Linked DNA regions of Oryzias latipes: region 1 is linked to region 2. Evidence: chromatin contacts called from public Hi-C data. All regions are on one chromosome and are shown on one strand. The core of a region is the stretch at or near the end of the contact, and the rest is flanking DNA. Distances in the headings are between cores, read along the strand shown. Region 1 holds the start of LOC101171423 (sodium bicarbonate cotransporter 3). Region 2 has its middle 19 kb from the start of LOC101170938.

Region 1 (4,751 bases), core at 718-3,217, 66 kb after region 2:
GAAGGAATAATTAAAGTTGAGTTTAGTGTGTGCCCATTTGTTTGCTTTCACTTATGTTTCACTTTCACTATTTTTCTTTTTGATAAATAGTTTTCAGGTCTGGCTCATCAGTGTCAGGTCTGTTTTCACCTTTTTGTCTTCCAGTTGGGTCACAGTTTTTACAGATTTTCATTTTTCATGCTTGAGTTCAGTTTGTTCAAGTGGATGCTAGATTGAGTGGAGTCCTGGATTAAATGGTACGTTGCAAATAAGCCACATATGGCGGGAAGGGATCAGGTTCTTGTCATTAGGTCTGGTCTCCTGCAGTTTGGGGTCCAGATAAACTATTCCTAAAAAATCTGTGCAATTAAGTTTTAAAACTATCAAGAATTCTGGAGCGGAATTGGCGTCTTAGCGTAAAAACAAAAAGAAACTTCATCTCCAGTCTATGGGTTTTCCAATAATGACCTAAAAGACACGTTTGTAGAAACAATTTACAGAATTGAATAGAGGCAATGCTTATGTATATCCTGGAAGGTGCACAGATATCTTTAATTTCAGACAATTACTATCTTTATCTTTTTACAAGAAAGTACAACATTGCTCCAAAGATATCAAACATTTATTGTGGCTGACTCATTTTGATGAATGACCAGCTTACTGTGCATCAGCATCATTACAAATCTATTAGCTGTGAATGTAGCTCTTGCCGCTCATCCTAGGGTTAACAGGAGGATGCCGTTCAAGGCCAATCAAAATGGATTTCCTTTTTCTTTTTTTTTTACTTTTCTTGTCCAGCAGTTGAGCAAACAGACGAGGTCTCGTGTGTTGGACAGATTTTACTTTTACAACAGGGGGTTCTGGATTTTCTGACACACTTGGTGTAAATTTGAATAAACCCCTTTTGAATTTGAGGCTAAACTTTATTTATATCAATTATGATTGCTTTCCACTTTTTTTTTATTGGACCGGACGGAAAAGAAAAAGAGACAAGACAAGAGTGGGAGAAAAGTGGGTTTAAGGATGTTGGAGGATAAATAAGATGCAGGGGATAGAACCACAAAACAACAAGTTGCTGGAGGTTTATCATACTTACTGTCAAGTGTAGATGTTGGTCAAAGGGGCGGAGCCTGTCCACAGACACACTCAAATGTTATGGAGATACCTGTTGGCTCAGAAAAAACCTTCACACGCATACATGTTACCACGCACATACTTATGCATACAAACAAACACATGTGAAGCATATATTATTCTCTCATGCATACTATTGACACCTGTGCTTGACTGGGATAGCAGATCAAAGGAACACGCACAACCCAATGTCAGCCACCCAGACCACCAGGGCCAACGGGATCCCACCAGGGTCCCCAGTGTCAGAACGTTAAGGGGGCCACGGGAAGCGCAAGCCCCAGCCCAGCCAGAGAACACCCCTCATTTACAAAGAAAATTGGAACGTGGTAACCGATGTAGGCAATATTAGACACAGGTACAGATCCAGAAACAGATCAACTGTAAGTGTTTAAGACATTTGACAAAATGTAATTAGAGGATTGTAATGATAGGCTATACTTATACAAATATGGATGAGAGATAACGCAAATGAGTCTGTCTGAACACTAAGACAAGTAAACGCAAAAATAAAAAATCATTGATAAGATTGGAATATTTGATACATATATCCACTCTACTTGAACTCCCAGTGTTTTAAAAGGGACCAACACATCCTCAGGGACACATCACATACAGGACACCCTTTACCTTCAGGACGGCGGTACAGAGCAAATAATAACAAATAAAAAACAACCTTTGCATTTGGGATAACAAAAATGAGGCTTCATTTAACTCATTAAAAAGTCTAGTGTTGTTATTATTGTACATATTGTACATCAATAGTTTTTCAGTTTTCAGTACAGTACCTCTTATCACACACTCATAAACCCGTTTTGGAGCCCCTCGAAGCAACTGAAGATTAAGCCCCGCCCCTATCTACATTATTTAATTTCACTGGATCACGATGTCATGCTTTCAAATGTGATTGGCTGTCTGCCACCGCGGGGGCGTGTCCTTCTTCTGTCGTTGGGGTGGGGGGAGCCAGTCTCCCTGGAGCGTCAGGCGGCCCAGCCCAGCCTGTCCGGCACATCAGCCGTTTATGAGCGCATCCGGTGGTTTTGGGGCCGGAATGCTGACATGGACGAACCCTTTGAGCAAATGAGACCCCTTCTGAGAGCCGTGAGTACTCGGAGAACGACCGGTTCCTGTGGGGAACCTGAGTGAGGGAACATCTCTGTGTCCGGAGTTGTGATCGTTAGCTCTGCGGCAGAAGTGCGGGGGATGCTGGGGAGTCGGAGCCGGTGCGGCATCGTCCGCCGGGGACCGCCTTTGTTAGCCGGCTTTCTTTGCCCCGGACACGTGGCGCGGTCCCACGTTACTGTCCACTGTTCTGTTTCGGTAAAACGACACGCGGGTTCCAAAATACACCCATAAAAGGGAAAGCGTTAGCCGCGCGCGCGAGCCCAAAATTTTTAGTTAGCAAACTTCTGCAGTTTGAGGAAACATTTGCCGTAAATCAGGCCGGCATGAAGTGACGCGCGCGGCTTTGAACATCCTATAAATAGTTGAAGGTGCTTGACTGCGCTGCCTTTACGGCTGCACGCTGGGCCACAAACTTCCTTATAAAAACAGAACTCACTATATATCACTATATAACTCACTATAATTATATGGTGTAGTTTTTGTTTCATTAGATGTGACTTTGTAGGAACCAGAACCCAGTTTCGGGTCTAAACCGGTTATTTTCAGCCGAAGCAGCTGCATAGTGAGGTGTTGGGTTTGACATGAAAGTGGATTTATGTGCATACAGAATGCCAATCTGTACTTGTTACATAGTTATAAATAATTATAAACTTCTATTTGTTTGAAAGGTTCAAAATAAACATACATTTATTTTGATTTTGCATTCAAGGTGTCCGTTATTGTATAAATATTTGTCTATTTCTTTCTTCAACACTTTTATGTTCTCTGATCATGATGGAACTCTCCTATCACACAGGTTTTAGTGCTAAATTCTATTGTTCTTTCAGCTTATCCACCTATTTGACAGGAAACAAGATTTTATGTGTGTAAAGCTGTCTTTTCTTAGTAATACTACACAGGCCTTTAGATGGGGACCGTGGTGTTCTGCTCATTTGTTCTGATGTCAACATGGCAACGCTTTTGAGTGGTGGAGGAGCCACATTATTTATGATCTTAAACAACATCCATAAATTAGGTGGATGTTCCTTTTCAGTTCTACATGCCATGCTTGTGCAATCCACATTTAGTTATACTGTAATAACTTTTTAACACAATATTAGAGCTCTTATCTAGACATCATGCAGACTAAACCAAGTTTTTTAAATGGACAACTTCTTTAGGAACTTTTTCACCCAAACAAAAGCCATCACCGTTAAGATGTGGCATACAAATTCCTTAAAATATCCAAACAAATCCAAATGACAAGTAAAATGAACCATTTCTTAGAATTTTCTGGTGTTTATTTACATGACAAGAGATAGCAGAGCTGAAGATGCTGGAAGGAGTGTTTGATGGACAGATCAGAAATGAATCCATCAGATGAACAGCTCATGGTAGACACGCTGAGAGGAGGAACAGTGATGATGATGGTAAAAGGATGCTGAGGTTGGAGCTACCAAAGGGAGGAGCAAACAGGAGGTTGATGGATGTAGGGAAAAAGCACATGTGGATAGAGGAGAGGGTTAGATGGAAGGGATAATTTGCTGTGGCGCCCCTAAGGGGAGCAGCAAAAAGACAGAAGAAAGTCTTTTTGAGGCCGGATGTTCTTCTTACCATCACAGTCGTTTCTTAAATGTGATAAATGTGCTAAAATCCATTATTAACTGGTTGATCTAAAGTTGTGTACATGTTGGTGTTGCGTGTCACTAGTAATGTCCACTAAAATGTTGGCTTTGCTTCTAAATGAACGCCTTCATTACAGAATTTTCTGTTAGTTTTGGACTTTGAAACTACTTCAGTTCCATATTTTAATTTACTTGGCACTAAAAGTGGTAATAAGTGCTTGTAGAGAGCTCCGACAATACGCTTAGCTCTTAACTACAGCCTTTAAGTAGTATGTTAGGACCAAGTTCCACGCGGCTAATTAATGCCAACTAAATAGAGCCTCTTTGTGCATAGTATAGGTAATCCTCAAAAGTACTGTAATAAAAAGAAAGTGATTGAAAATCAACATGTAATTAGAAGGACTTAGTTTTGCATGGATGGTTCATTGCTTTTCAGCCCTTTTGGAGATGCACCGTTGGCACGGACTAAGACTGGAGGATTTTTCACATGAGCATGTTTTAAAGGGACATGCATAAGTGTTTAGTCTGTGTTTAGCCCAATGCAAATTGTTTTGTAAGCAGTTTAATAAAAAGTCGTTCATCGGACGCAGTGAGACAAAGAATTAGGTCACAGACATCTGGCTAAAATAAAAAATACAATTGTAAAAAAAATACCTCAAAAATGTAGTGCAGTGTTTGGTTAGCTTAGCATTTAACACAATTCAAGTTGTTTAAAACAGTGACCAGCAACTCATGATTTTTCTAGTAGAGACTCGTTAAATATGAGCTGAAGCTCATGTCCTTTTGACTCTTCCTGAAGTACAACAATTGACTGTATCTGAGAACTGGACTAGCCGTCATCTGTAGAAAATTGCTTTCTTCTGGATTTAACCAATGACGTAAATTCAAAGTTGCCTTTTGTCTCACGATACG
Region 2 (5,204 bases), core at 317-2,816:
GTTTAACTTATTAAATTTACTTTTCAAAAACTTACATTAATGAGCTCCTATAAAGAAATAACCCCTCAAAAGTTGACCCCTTAATTTAGTTTCTATTGAAAGCAAAATCATCAGTGATGTTTTTATTTTTTAATATCATCACTAAAAATAAACTCAGACATCAAGAGGTTAACATGAGGTTTCTCATACATTTTGATCAAAAAATTCTATTAAATTACAATGAAGGTACAGATATGTCATTTTATTTTAAATCAAAATCACCCATAAACTGCAAAAACTGAATCCAAAGAAAGTGAAAAGACTCTAGTTTCAGGAAAAAATATCTAATCAAGGAAGTTCATCATTAAAAAAACAATCTTAGTTTCAAATTCTTTTAAATTAAGAATTCTTGTTCTTTTTTTTCTTAGCCCAATGGCAAATATTTGCTTGTTTGAAGAAAATCTGCCAATCAAATCAAATCTAACTTTATTTATGTAGCACTTTTCCTTTAAAAGCATAACACAAGGTCCTCCAATGCGGTCAGAATTTTAGACTTGTTTCGACAGGTTTGCAGTGTAGAAAATGCTTAAATTCATGTTGAATGTTAAATTAGACTTTTTCTGTTGGTTTTAAACTTCATGACAACTAAAATTACTAACAGACACCTTTTTTGTGAGAAAGTTTATTTTTCTGTTTCATAAAATGATGGAATAATTTTACTGAATTGGAAGAAATAATAAAAAATAAAAAGGCTCAAAACTCAATTTTAAAGCCCGATTTTTGAGACTCTTCCCTGCTGGTTTTTATTTTATTTTTACTTTTATGTTATCATTTGACTATTTGATTTGATGTGAAATGGTTTATATTAAGCAATAAAAAACAATACAATCATCAGTTATACATTCATACAAAGACATTTCAAAGTTAGGATAATTAGACATATTATTAACTATTGCTTAAAAAGGAGTGGAAGGAAGCGAATTTATATAATCCCACCCCTGTTCTACCGTAACCATTTTATTCTGTGATTTATCATTATCCGGTTCCTAACTTTTATCAGACAGAATGAATAATCCTTAGGTATCAATAAAGCACATAACAAAGATGAATTACTTAAATTATTATGTAAAAATAGACAAAACTCTATTTCAGAAATCAACATAGCAATTGCAGATCAGTTATCTAATATATGCAGATTATATTTATTAGACTATTATGACTATGTCATGTATTTAATATTTCACTACTTTATGTTTTAACCTTTTAGTTGTTCTCAATGTTTTGAGTTTTTTCTGTATGGTGTCTGACTGTGGTCATTTTAAGGCGCCACGATTTGATAAAGACTGATCTTAAATCCGTATGTCCTAGTGGCTGATTGTTACACATGAGTTGATGGCGAGTATAGACTTCAACGGTCGTTTGGTTGTGTAATGTAGTGGAAGCCTCTAGCTGTCCCGCCGCTATAGTGCCACCCCGACACTGTCAAAGGTGCAACATTTAGCCCCAGGCACTAATACTCAATGGCTGCTCGGGTTACGGGGGCCAGCACACCAGCAGGGTTGACTAATGCTCCACCAGGCCACACCACCTCCACTTTGCCCCTCTGTGGAGAGACGGGCTCCCCCCTCTCTCCCAGGCCCCAGCGGAGGGAAGTCATACATGAGCACTAACAGCGAGGAGGCAGGCCGTGTTCGCAGAGTCCCCAAGCTGCAAGTCGGCCCCGGACGGAGGGGCTGAAGCTTCACCGATTGCCACAGGAGCCCTCCTGACAGGACATGTGTGGTAATGGGCTGCGAGGTCCCAGCCCAGACCTGTCACAGAGGAACCCAGCAGGAGGCGCACACATATGCCTCAACTCCATCTGCCATAAAAAAATCAATGAAATCTTTGTTTTTGTGTGCCGCTCACGGCTCGACAGAACCCATAATACTGTACATTTCTGCAGCATTTGCATGGAAGAGCTTTTTTATTTGTCTAAGTAGAGCCTGAAGACAGACGGACCGATGGAAGCGGATCAGCCGCGCAGAGGCAAAAGCGGAGCTCAGATCCAGCATTCACAGGTCCGGCTGGATGGGAGGTGAGAAACCAAGGTCAGGCTCTGACACGACTCCCTGACTTCTAATTTGGAGATTCTCATTTTCAGTTCAGGGCAAGAAATCGTACCTGTGAGAAGCCTCCAGGCAGAACGGGGAGAGGTGTGGAAGAATCCGTTTCCTTTAGCAGAGGCGTAACCACTTCTGTTTTTCATTTCCCCCCTTCTTTTCTCTGTCAGCTCAGGCAGTTAGGAGCTGCAACGTCTGAAAATGTACAGTAAATTCCTTTAAAATTCTGCTTTCTTGCTCTAAAATGTTTGAATCTTTCATGAAAAATATGGACTAAACGTAAATATTATCCTAAGTTTTTAAAGGTTCTGGATTAGGATGTAGCAGAAATCAAGGGATATCAAAAGTGACTTCAATTTCATAATAAAACACAACATTTTTAGATAAAACAGGTTTTTACAAAAGGTTTTGAACATCTTTGTGCAGCTATTAATAAATGCCTTCGTATCTCGTCTTCTAAAGAAAAAAAAAAACATGGAGAACTATGAATTTTGAGTATTTAATGAAAGATATATCTCAAAAAAGGTTGTTTGATTTTTTTTTTCTTTTTAACTAAACACCTAAAAGTAAAACTCATTTTCCACAGACTCATATTGACCTTTGACCTCTGGAAACGGCTGCCATCTTAAAAAGTTCCTCTGTTGCTCGCATATTTTTAACCAGATTATTGTGAAAATGTAATATTTGAATCCTTGGCTCAACCCTAACGAAATGATATGACGTATGACAGGAACAAATTAGGAATGTGGGCGTGGTTAACAGAAACCTCCGTTGCTAAGGAAATCTAAAATGTACTTTGGCTGATTCTTTCAAAAATTACATATAACAGTTCGTCGCCTACAGGCGACCAAAAAATATAATGGTTGCTATGGAGATAAACAAACAGAAAAGCCGCCATTTTGAATTTTTTTTTGTTGTTTTCTTTATGAATTTGTCCCACGCAGCTCTGACCAGGGTGGGAGGGGCAGAAGGGGAAAATGAGGGGCATCTAGCTGCTGCTTAGCCAGCGAGGGTTGCAGGATTTAGTAGCGCAAGCGGGCTGTACAATGCTCACGGCGTTAATTTCTTCATAAAGTAGATTTAAGGAAATTGCTCAAACCATGATGAATCTTTTCTGAGGACAGCAGAAGGTTCAACGTCCCGCCATAAACATGTTCAGTCCAGTTGCTTCAGATGGAATTACATTTTTGATTAAAAAACGTTCTCTTCTTGCGGTTCAGCACTTATCACCTCCGCGGAGGTCAGGAGGTTTGGTCTGTCCCCGGGTCTGGGAGGACCCTCCTCCCGGTTGCTCCTCCGCTCTGCAGGGTTCACTGATGCAAGGAGACGACTTTCCCCCCCAGAACCTCCAGGAGGAGATGCACACACTCCCAAACACACACTCAGCGAGTCCCTTGACACACACACAATCTTACACCCCCCCCCCCCAACTCCTTGTACTCCCCATTTCCCCCACCTCCTCTCCTCCGAGGAGCGGAGCCGCATCGAGCAGGAACTCGAAACCATGCTTGTATTGTCAGAGGACTTGCCGGCACTTACCTCCACTTGAACATTTAGTGCTGTCTTGCTGGGTCTGGACAGAGAATAGCACTATAGGGTCACCGATGAATTCCTATTTCAGGACAGGGCATAAACACACTGCTTTGTAAAGGATTATCCCTGCAATCTGTGCCACCTGAGCTGAGATTTCTATTTCCTTTGGACGCCTGTTCAAACCCCAAACCTGACGGCTTCACTTATCTAGAGTCAACGTTTGTTGCACATCTTTATGTCTCACATGTGCGTGGAAAGGCCTGATGTCCAGCTGAGATTTTTACAGACTTTTCATTTGTAGATTGTGTATTTTATTGATAGGGTTCAATGACTTCTGGGTTTGCTGATTACCAGTAAACATATATCATTTACAGGTGTTGAGAATCGGTGCCACAATGTCAATCAAAAGTATCAAACCAATCAAGTCATCTGTATTTTTCATCCATTTGTGCGGATAAAAATGATCAGAACGATCCTCCGACTGCCACAGCAAATGCGCCACTTTCCACAAATTGACCCTGACAGCATATAATTACTGAATAATTCAAGAGCACATGATTTACATCACGTCGTTTATCTTACATGCAGCTCATCATTCACACATAATCTGTGAGAAAAAGTCTCAAACTGTCAGAGTCAATTAAAAAGTATTCATGCTAGGCTTTGCATGTACTCTTTTTTTTGTAATCTTTAATTAAAATGTCACTACATTTTAAAAGTTGATTAAATGCTGGCAACAAAGTGTGAAAATGCACAACTAAACAAGGAATAAACAGCCTTAGGAGTATTTGAACGTACTGTTGATTTAGACCATAATTGGAAATTGAATTTATAACACATATCAATGTTTGCCGCCAAAAAATGTTTGGAGTCTTGTTACAAAAAAGGATTGTCATTAAAATTGAGGAAAAAATTGGTGAAAATATTTAAGAAGGCAATATAAACTAAACCCTCTTTAGAAACTCTTTACCAAATCAATCTGGAATTAAGTTGTTTTTTCTTAACCCTGTGAAGCAATTTTGGGTTTAGAAATGTATTTATGAAAAATCAAACAATCACTTAATGGAGCGGCGAGCTGACCTGAACATCACACACTAAAATACTAAAGACACATTTTTATACAGAAGCAAAACTTGAACAAAAACTGCTGTGTGTTTGAGACACCCTAAACAGCTGTCATGTTGTGCACAGATCCAGCATCTGAGTGTCGGCGCGTTTTAATAAAAAGGTGTTGACGCTCCCCTCCGAGGCTCACCTGTAGGGACTCTTCAGGTGTGTATCCAGACGTGCCTTCATTAATGTTTGTGTTCGAGGCACGTGAGGTTTGTGTGTGTGAGAGACACTCTGGGAAAAGGGAAGTCTGCACACCCACCGGAGGCTGTTTGTGGCTGTTGTAGCTGGACAGAGTGGAAAAAAGCGGCTGGGATTTTACATGATTATACATTAGATCCACTAATGCAAACACGGCAAAAACACAAAATCTCATCAAGTACTTTTGTCTAAGCTAGTTTAAAAATTAATTTACTTGTAATTTTTCAGTAAGATGGAACCACTTGTTTTTGGACAATAAATATTGAATATTTTGGGTGT

What was found. A called contact is a pair of places that touch in the nucleus more often than the background predicts.
Region 1: a contact with region 2 is called in a Hi-C map of embryo, with 2.6 times the contacts expected there. The contact joins the promoter of LOC101171423 here to the enhancer-like site in region 2. A contact is called at or near these places in 4 of 5 Hi-C or Micro-C datasets (embryo, fibroblasts and gastrula embryo).

What each region holds. Positions count from the first base shown.
Region 1 is chr11:6,428,995-6,433,745 of ASM223467v1, forward strand. LOC101171423 (sodium bicarbonate cotransporter 3) reads left to right here and starts at 1,968. Exons shown (of 24, transcript XM_020706988.2): 1 at 1,968-2,211. The coding sequence starts at 2,002.
Region 2 is chr11:6,363,690-6,368,893 of ASM223467v1, forward strand. No RefSeq gene overlaps it. Among protein-coding and RNA genes, the nearest start is that of LOC101170938, 19 kb to the left of the region's middle. Within about 2 kb of position 1,567, at least 1 of the 8 cell types and tissues checked has an H3K27ac peak or open chromatin away from gene starts, as enhancers often do. A contact at or near this core is called in embryo, where this site is marked.